3 separate regions of the Mus musculus genome follow, and all the other regions are linked to region 3. A link is a contact called in public HiChIP or PLAC-seq data. All regions are on one chromosome and are shown on one strand. The core of a region is the stretch at or near the end of the contact, and the rest is flanking DNA. Distances in the headings are between cores, read along the strand shown. Region 1 has its middle 6.5 kb from the start of Gm24867. Region 2 overlaps Tcte2 (t-complex-associated testis expressed 2). Region 3 has its middle 24 kb from the start of Gm7168.

Region 1 (2,700 bases), core at 129-2,628, 260 kb before region 3:
GGGTTTCTCTGTGTAGCCCGGGCTGTCCTGGAGCTCACTTTGTAGACCAGGCTGGCCTCGAACTCAGAAATCCCCCTGCCTCTGCCTCCCGAGTGCTGGGATTAAAGGCGTGTGCCACCACGCCCGGAGGGAGCTACTGTTTGAAATTGCATTTAGACGTCATTTGTCACAGAAGTAAAACGCGGCTCAAGAAACTGAGAGTCTCATTCAAATTCTACAAACCAGGAAGCTGTTAGAAACCTAGTGTGGTCAGGCCTCATGCCCCCCCTGTCCCAGAGCTGGAAGTACAAATGTCCCACCTGACTTAAGACACCTGAGTGGAACCTGATGGCTACAAACAACCCACTTAGCTTCCTACTCTCTCACCTGAAACCCAGCACATGGAATTCAATATGGAATATACCAGACTTTTCTTTATAGCAAAGGTCTCCCCTCCTCCCTCTCTTTCTCTCTTTCCCATCTCTCTCTCTCCATACACACACATACACACACACACACATACACACACACACACACACACACTCAGGTCAGAAAGCCTCTTCATTGCTGGTTTATAAATGTGCTTATATGATCCATACATAAGCAATGGTTTCTACAACCTAGACTCACACACAAACACCAAGAGTAGCCAACCCTCCCAGATCCTGTTCTAGGGGCCTCTTGGCCAGGAGCTGGCTGTACACGTGGTCACTCTGCACTCTAGCTAAGAAGAGGCGAAATTCATTTGACTAGGCTTGGCCAGCACCTAAGAAGGGCTGGCCTAGGACGCTGGCCTGGCAAAGCACCATGTCTCCTTGCTTCCATAGTTCCAGTAGGGAAAGTCTTAGCCTAGTGAAGAGCTTTCTGCCCTCACTGAGGGTCCCTTCCTAGAGCCCAGCCCCAAAGCCAGGGAGAAAGGGAAACAGGGCTAGAAGAGACTTTCCCCGAAAGAGAGCCCCTGTGGCCTCTCTCCACAAGAGTCCACAGGGGAACAGCAACCATCATGAAAGGCTAAGCATTTTCACAAAGGGTGAAACACGTATTTCTTTACAGGGCACGGAGGAAATCTGCGGCTCCTGGGACTCTGAGGTCTGAGATCTTCTCAGATTTAACCTGGTAGCCTTGCGCCCCACACCCTTCCCCAGCCACAGGCCGCCCACACCCCCTCCCCCAGTCACTGGCTGCTCTCAGTCTTTGGGCTGCATTTCCCTGCGGGGCTTATTTTTAAACACTATTCATGGGAGTATCCTACCGTGCACAGTGTGGGCCAGAGGCAGCTGCAAGCTTCCCTCTCTGCACCAATTAAAGCCGAATTTGATGCTCCTTAGCATATGAATCAAGGCGCCAGGCAGTATATTTATTGCTTACTCAAGCCCTTCTCAGCTCTGCTCAGTCTCCACCCCCAGCCCTGAACCCTGGGTTGGCCCGTGGCACCTGCAGCTTCCTTGTGCCACGCCCCTCTGTCCAGAATGCCTAGGTCGCAGAGACTATATATAAATAGCCTTCTGTGGGCCAAATCAGGTTTTGTGAATGCTCCCGGGGCACCGGGGATCTATACCAGTTGTAAGAAAGATATTTTTGATAAAATATCAAGATGAATGGGAAATGCAGGGATTCAGCTGACTGGCTGGCAGCACCCTCGAATTTGGATTCTAAACTAAGAAACCATTGAAGGGATTTTGTGATTTATGCGGGTCAGGAGACATGAGGAATTCTCCTAATGAATGCATTGCTCCTGTGTTTCCCATTTCCTGATTAAAAAGAAAAAAATTCTCAAGGCTGACACTGCCTATCGTGATTTTAGGAGGTTAAGGAAGATCGTTTGTCTGTGAATATGGATGCTGCGGGCATCTGGGAGGAAGTGGCTGGGCGTGCTCTAAAATGCAGTGACAGTATTCTCCGAGCATGCATGGCATCGCAGGCTGGCGGCAAGCCCAGACCTTTGATATTGATCAATCCACAGGAATTACTCAGTGGAGACAGAGGATGCTACATGATAATTCTGCGATCCACAAACCCCTTGGCACAGGCTTTGCCTTTCTGTAAGAGGCTCAGAAAATGAAGGAGGCCAGAGGCTGTGCTGTCTGGAGTCTGTAGGGCTTTTGGACATTCTTTGTGTGTTTGCATGGTGTGTGTGTGTGTGTGTGTGTGTGTGTGTGTGTGTGTGTGTGTGTGTGTGTGTTGTTGTTGGTCATACACATGAATGTGTGGTTGCATGCTCCCACAGAGGACAGAGAAAGACATAAGGTCTCTCTCTGTCATTCTCTGCTTTAGTCCCTTGGAATTGAACTGGAAGCTCACCACTTCTGTGAGGTGGACTGTGTTAGTGTTTTGTCTAGGCTCCACCCCACAGTTACCAAAGCTGGGGTTACAGGCACAGATAGCTTTGGTCATCTTTCTGTTTGAGTGTCACACAGCAAGCACTCTTCCCTCTGGAGCCATCTCCCCAGGCCTGTTGGACATTCTTGTATTTTTCGGAAACCAGGAGGACCTGTTAGACACCCTGAACAGAATCTAAACTGAGCCCTTGGTTTGTCCACGAGCTTTGATTTTTTTTTTTTTTTCCTGCTCATGGCTTATCTGGCATCTCACCCAGCTCTGAGTCTTTTGTTCCCAGACTCTCTAGAGGTACCCAGAGTTACTGGGTAAACAATACAAGACCCTAATGGCACTAAACACCTTCCCTGTGTTAGGAGTCGGAAAAGATGCCTTATGAACCTA
Region 2 (2,700 bases), core at 162-2,661, 180 kb before region 3:
GATTGTTTACACAGGTGTGGGCAAGATTAAGGGAACTCAGAAGGGTGAAGAATGTCACCTGACCCCTTCACATGGGATCTCCATAGCAGGCAGCTAGCTCTGAAGGCATACAAGTGACAGTTGGTGATTCCTGAGCACTGGAGGAACTGGGGGAAATGAGGAAGGACTGTGAAGGGGCACCAGCTCTCTTTGTTTAGTTTAAGATGTTCTAAAACTGATCGTTGTGATGGCTGTTTAACTCCCCATGTTTCAGAAACCACCCACTATCAGGCTTTGTGAATGAAATGTCAGTGAAGCAAATAGACTGGCGAAAAGAAAAAAGAAAAAAAAAGAAAAAAGAAAGAGAGAAAAAGAAAAAAGGAAAAAGAAAAAAGGAAAAAGAAAAAAGAAAAGAAAAGGAAAGAAAGAAAGAAGAAAGCAAAGAGCTGCTGGCTAGCTGTAGGTTTTACCATGTGTTTTCCAGGATCAGGGAGGAGCCAGAGGTATGGAGCCTACAGCCCAGTAGGCTCTGAGAGTCACCTAACAAGGCTGAAACCAGGAAGGAATCCAGCTACTGCCTGATCTGGTACAGTGAGGGACAAGCAGAAGGCAGGCCTTGGTTTTCCCAAGCTGCCTTTTACCCTGTGCTTCCTGCTGCTCAGACCCAATAGAGCAGACCCCAGCCTGCTGGGCACCGGGCAGGTGCATCAGGACAGAGGACAACCAGAAAGCCTTGCTGGAATTACTGGAATTGACAGTCTTCCTCCTTCCTTTGTCCTCAGAACTTGCCTAAGCCTCAGTGGGCTCCTCCCCAGCTCCTGCCCTGTAAAGCTTCCGAATGCAGCTTGTTTAGTACAGTGCCCCTAGATTCAAGCTCCCTGGAGACCCAGGGCTACAGGGCCCCCACTTGCCTCTTGAACAGCTCTCTGACCTTTGCAGGTCCTCGGTGTATCTTGTTAGTAAGAAAAATCCATGTCCCCATGGTGCTTATCATCTGGGAGGATAAGGAGGAGGGAGGTGGGTAGTGGGTGGCAGCATGCATCGAGTGCCTGCTTCTTACTTGGCTTCCACAAGCACAGAAGTCACTGCCTCTTCCCTCTGCCACACTCCAGGCATCATTTGCACGATCCACAGAAATTATTACAAGGGCTGCCCCAAGTGGAACTCTACAGACACTGACCTTGCGCTTAGTGTGGGAAAGGGTGAGAAAATGCGCACTCCCAGCAGGCAGGCCCATCCCCTAGCTGTGTTTGCTGCTTCAAGTGCTTCCCTGTGCAGTGAAGGTGTGTGACACCGAGAGCTAGAAAGGAGGCGAGGAAGGCGCTTCCCATAAGCCAAGGCTGCCTTTATGAGGCGTCTGTGTGGTTCTCACAGTGCCAGAAGTAGTTGTTACGGCCTCTGTTTACAGATGAAGATATGGCCTTGGTGTTGGGAAACAGTCACAGCAAAGGAATGTGCCAGCAGCAGGCCAGCCTGCTTTTCCTGCCTGCTGCACCTGGGGAGCCCAGAGTCATCAGGAAGCCAGGTTCACACCTCTGTGCAGCTGCTGGCCATGCACTTGTGTGGATGGTGTGTGCTTTAAGCCTCCTGTTCCTGCTAGTGACAGTCCAATAAACACATCACAAACGCAGCAAAGCATAGGGCGGCTGGTACAGATGGGCAACTGCACTATACACTAAAAAGGGATTTCGGAGATGGCCTCCTGAAAACTAAGGATCTCAGGCAAGGATGCACCTTCTGGCAGTGGTGCCTCAAGGATGAATCCCCAGAAATACTATATAGAGGTCTTTCCAGCTAATGTAAGCAGCACACAGGGCCAGTCCTGATTTTTTTCTTAGGCAGAAGTTCTAATAAAATGGTTTGGCAAAGAAATGCTGTTTCATTCTCCCTGTGAAACTTTTACAAGAAACTCTGCTGCGATTTCTTAGCATGAGAGACTTTTCCGTGGTTGATTTGCCATGTACGATCACGTGTTGGCAGATGGTACGCACACTGGCTGACTGGAGATGGAGAAGGGAGTGGGAGTGGGGTCGGAGCAGTCTCCATCAACACTACAGTGCTATGAGATCCTTAAGCAGAATTTACCATTGGAAAAATATGTGAGATCTTCAGTACAGGCCCACAGAGAGCTCTGGAGCTAGCAAGTCTGTAAGGGGACTGCTCTCATTAGGAACAGTAGCTCATTTTCCTTCACATTATCTATTCATAATCCATATACTACCTGCTATAAAACACAGTAAGACAAAATCACTGGACAAATTGTGGTATCTGTCTACTTACAGCATGTGCTGTGCTGTACCAGACACCTACGGGGTTGCTAACATTGTTATTAAATGCTGGAAGCTCGGATCCATTGTATGGAAGGATCTGGAAAAGGTAAAAAAATACACCCACTTTCACCTCTCAGTCTGCCGTGCAGGTCTCCCCACAGTGAGGTATTTGGATCTGTTAATAATTACACTTCCCAGTTGTAACCTGTACAAAACCCAATGAAGTGTGGACTCACAAGGTGTCAGCTCTCGGTCTCAGGGAAGGAGACTTCTTAGGCATAACTGCTTGTCAGAGCCATTCTCAGTCAGCCTGGAAGTTGGCACTCTGCCCTGGTGTCATGCTTTCAGAAGCAAAGACTCCCTCGCTCTCACCACAGTCTGCAGTTTGCATTTCTAGTTTGTGACAGCTCCCTTTACTGGACAAGACCCCTGGGGGGTGACATACAACAGC
Region 3 (2,700 bases), core at 87-2,586:
ACAGTACAACTTTGCTCTCATGTCAGTATCAGTAGACCCTATCTCTGAAGGGCCAAGTATCAAATGCCTCGCCTTGAGGACCATCTGGCTGCTGTCTTTGTTACACAGCATTGTCCCTGAGCAGCCAAGTCTAATCTGTCATCAGAGCTATCTGTGTGTTCCAGGAGGAGTTGCCAACACAGACAAGCAGCAGCTGGAGCTGCCTGGGGCACCACTTACCAGCCTTGACCTTGCTTGATGAACCGAGCTCTGCCTGAATCTGCCTGCTCTGTTTTGTCTTCAATTAGGAAACAGTCCTTGTGTGGTACCCTCTTCCTGGCTGTCCTCTGGTTGATAAGACATACAAGTTTGAAAGGTATGAACATCTTCAAGAGGATGTGGAGAGCTGGGTTCAGTGTCAGGCATACCAGTGCACTGGGGCTTAGGGACATGCAGGGTTCATCTACCAGCTCCCATTGCCACGTTCACAAATGAGCGACTTGGTAGTGTTCCAGGTACAGATCCCATCCGTAGCTATCCTAGTTTGTGAGCAAGTATTTTTTCAGGATGACAGTAACTAACCATGGGGTTTTCTATCACAGGCTTCTTTCTCTCAGTGTAATGGTATCCCCAAGGCCAGGCATGACAGAGGGAACCCAAGTGCCTAAGTTCTGTTTATTGTCCCACTGAGGCTTCCCCCATCCCCTATAGTTGGCGACCTGTGAGGCCATAGCTGGAGATATGTAGGTTCTTCCAGCTTGCCTCTTAAGACCAACCCAGCAAGTGCACAAAAGAACAGAGCCATCAGCCAAGAAGCCTAAGGAGCAGGACCAACAGAGAGAGCTCCCACAGAGCAACCCTCCTAGTCACACAGCAGGGGAACAGTGTAGAAGCATTCAAGCCACTAAAGATCCATCTGTTTCCAAGGGTCTGCCCTCCCCTCCCATGTCCCTGCTCCCCTTCCTTCCACATCCCCACTCTTCTTAGCCTCTACTATAATGTGAACAGCTTGTCCCTGCTTTCCTGTACCCTGCCAGCTTGAAAATCAGTAGGCAGTAAACTTTCCTATGATCTTGTCCATTGGGATTCCTTGGGGGGAATTGTGGGGCACATTCTTCCAGGTTTCTGAGCAGTAGTTCTCTGCCTCTTACACTAATTTGACACCTCCCCTTGACTTCCAGAATGTAGGGCCCAGCAGAATCTCAGGCAGTGGTATTTGGACATATTCACACCCCCTCCTCTTGGATAGGTGAGTTCAGATATTTCCAAGGGATAGTTACAGTTATATACAAGCGCTTGTCATTCTGGCCATAGCATGCCTGGTACTTCAGGGGCTGAGACAGTGATAGCCTAGCAGTGGGTGACACAGCATGACTCAGTGTTTGTCATGAGACTTTCTCCTGGAACAGAGCAGAGAGGTGTGCTGACTAGAGTCAGATGAGCTCTTGTGCTGCGAGATGTGCTGCAGTCCACCATGTTCCCTGTCATCCTGGAGGAAATGTTTTCTTCACCACAAGGGTCTTTTTAGAAACACACACACACACACACACACACACACACAGCATTCTGATTCATCTTGGCCCCCACAGTCCCTTATTCTCCTACTTCTGTCAGCTCCTTCTCTGTAAGCCTCTTTCTCATGTCCATGCCTTTGTTTTGTTTGTGATCTGCTAAGTTTAACCAGGACCATCTGTATGACAGTGGGTCTGGAGTTAGCCAGTGGAGTTAGTGGTCCATGCATTGGGCCCACAACTGACCATAAGGACTCAACCTCTCTCCTGAATCCATCGGTAGCTAACAGTTCAGCAGAGAGGGTGGGCCCACTGAGCCCCCCACATGTCATGTCTGCTCGTGTAGGCCTGGAGTAGGCAACTGTAATCTGTTCATGATCAAAATGGCTGCATCATACTTAGAAGACAGTACACAGCCCTTCCCCCACCCACAACCCATTTTTTTTTTCTTTCTGTTTTCTCTCCCAGGATATTCCCTGGGTCTCAGAGTGTGTGATATAAATATCCCATTTAAGGCTGAGTGTGCTAGAGCTGATTTCTCAAAAGAAACTTTAAAAGCCAGGAGACCTCAGAAAAATGTACTTCAAGTTCTGCAAGACCATAGATGCCAACCCAGTCAACTTGCTCTGCCATGCAAAACTCTCCATCATAAATGAAGAAGAAAGTAAAACATCCCACAATAAAGAATTTATGACCGCCATGTCAGTCCCTCCAAGAATCCTGGAAGGAATGCCTCATTCTAGACAGAAGGATGAGCATGCCCACAAGGCTAACAGTGAAGGAGAAACAGTAGTTGTTAGGTGAAGCAGGCCTGAGAAAGCAAATGCCATACAATCGGTAAAGGACCATACAGAACACATGTCTGTTAGTAATGACCTCAGTTCCTCATCCAAAACATTCTGGGTAGGATTAGAAAACAGGACCCTGTTGTCCTTTTTGTTGCTTACAAGAAATAAACCTCACCTTCAAGGACAGACCATACCTTAGAGTAAAGCTATGGGAAAATATTGCAAACAAATGCCCAGGAAACAGGCAGGTGTTGGCTTTTGTAATACCTGAGGGATTAGAAGCCAAAACTAATCAGAAGAAATAAAGAAGAAAGCAGCCCACTAAGAACATTACATAAGCCCGAACTTGGGTACATTCATCATTATGCAAATACTTGAAACAAACACTATTAGTCATAGAGCTTCAGATCAGCCACAACCCA

Evidence for each region. HiChIP or PLAC-seq counts read pairs in DNA pulled down with a chosen protein or histone mark.
Region 1: a FOXA1 HiChIP or PLAC-seq map of pancreatic cancer cells shows a contact between it and region 3. The contact joins two enhancer-like sites. A contact is called at or near these places in 1 of 484 Hi-C or Micro-C datasets (extraembryonic endoderm stem cells) and 4 of 115 datasets of contacts at active chromatin or transcription factors (embryonic stem cells, extraembryonic endoderm stem cells and pancreatic cancer cells).
Region 2: a FOXA1 HiChIP or PLAC-seq map of pancreatic cancer cells shows a contact between it and region 3. The contact joins two enhancer-like sites. A contact is called at or near these places in 1 of 484 Hi-C or Micro-C datasets (muscle stem cells) and 3 of 115 datasets of contacts at active chromatin or transcription factors (extraembryonic endoderm stem cells, pancreatic cancer cells and trophoblast stem cells).

What each region holds. Positions count from the first base shown.
Region 1 is chr17:13,667,528-13,670,227 of GRCm38.p6, forward strand. No RefSeq gene overlaps it. Among named protein-coding and RNA genes, the nearest start is that of Gm24867, 6.5 kb to the right of the region's middle. Within about 2 kb of position 1,379, at least 169 of the 459 cell types and tissues checked have an H3K27ac peak or open chromatin away from gene starts, as enhancers often do. A contact at or near this core is called in pancreatic cancer cells, where this site is marked.
Region 2 is chr17:13,742,485-13,745,184 of GRCm38.p6, forward strand. All of the region lies in intron 1 of Tcte2 (t-complex-associated testis expressed 2), which reads right to left. Among named protein-coding and RNA genes, the nearest start is that of Afdn, 17 kb to the right of the region's middle. Within about 2 kb of position 1,412, at least 113 of the 459 cell types and tissues checked have an H3K27ac peak or open chromatin away from gene starts, as enhancers often do. A contact at or near this core is called in extraembryonic endoderm stem cells, pancreatic cancer cells and trophoblast stem cells, where this site is marked.
Region 3 is chr17:13,923,450-13,926,149 of GRCm38.p6, forward strand. No RefSeq gene overlaps it. Among named protein-coding and RNA genes, the nearest start is that of Gm7168, 24 kb to the right of the region's middle. Within about 2 kb of position 1,337, at least 48 of the 459 cell types and tissues checked have an H3K27ac peak or open chromatin away from gene starts, as enhancers often do. A contact at or near this core is called in extraembryonic endoderm stem cells, pancreatic cancer cells and trophoblast stem cells, where this site is marked.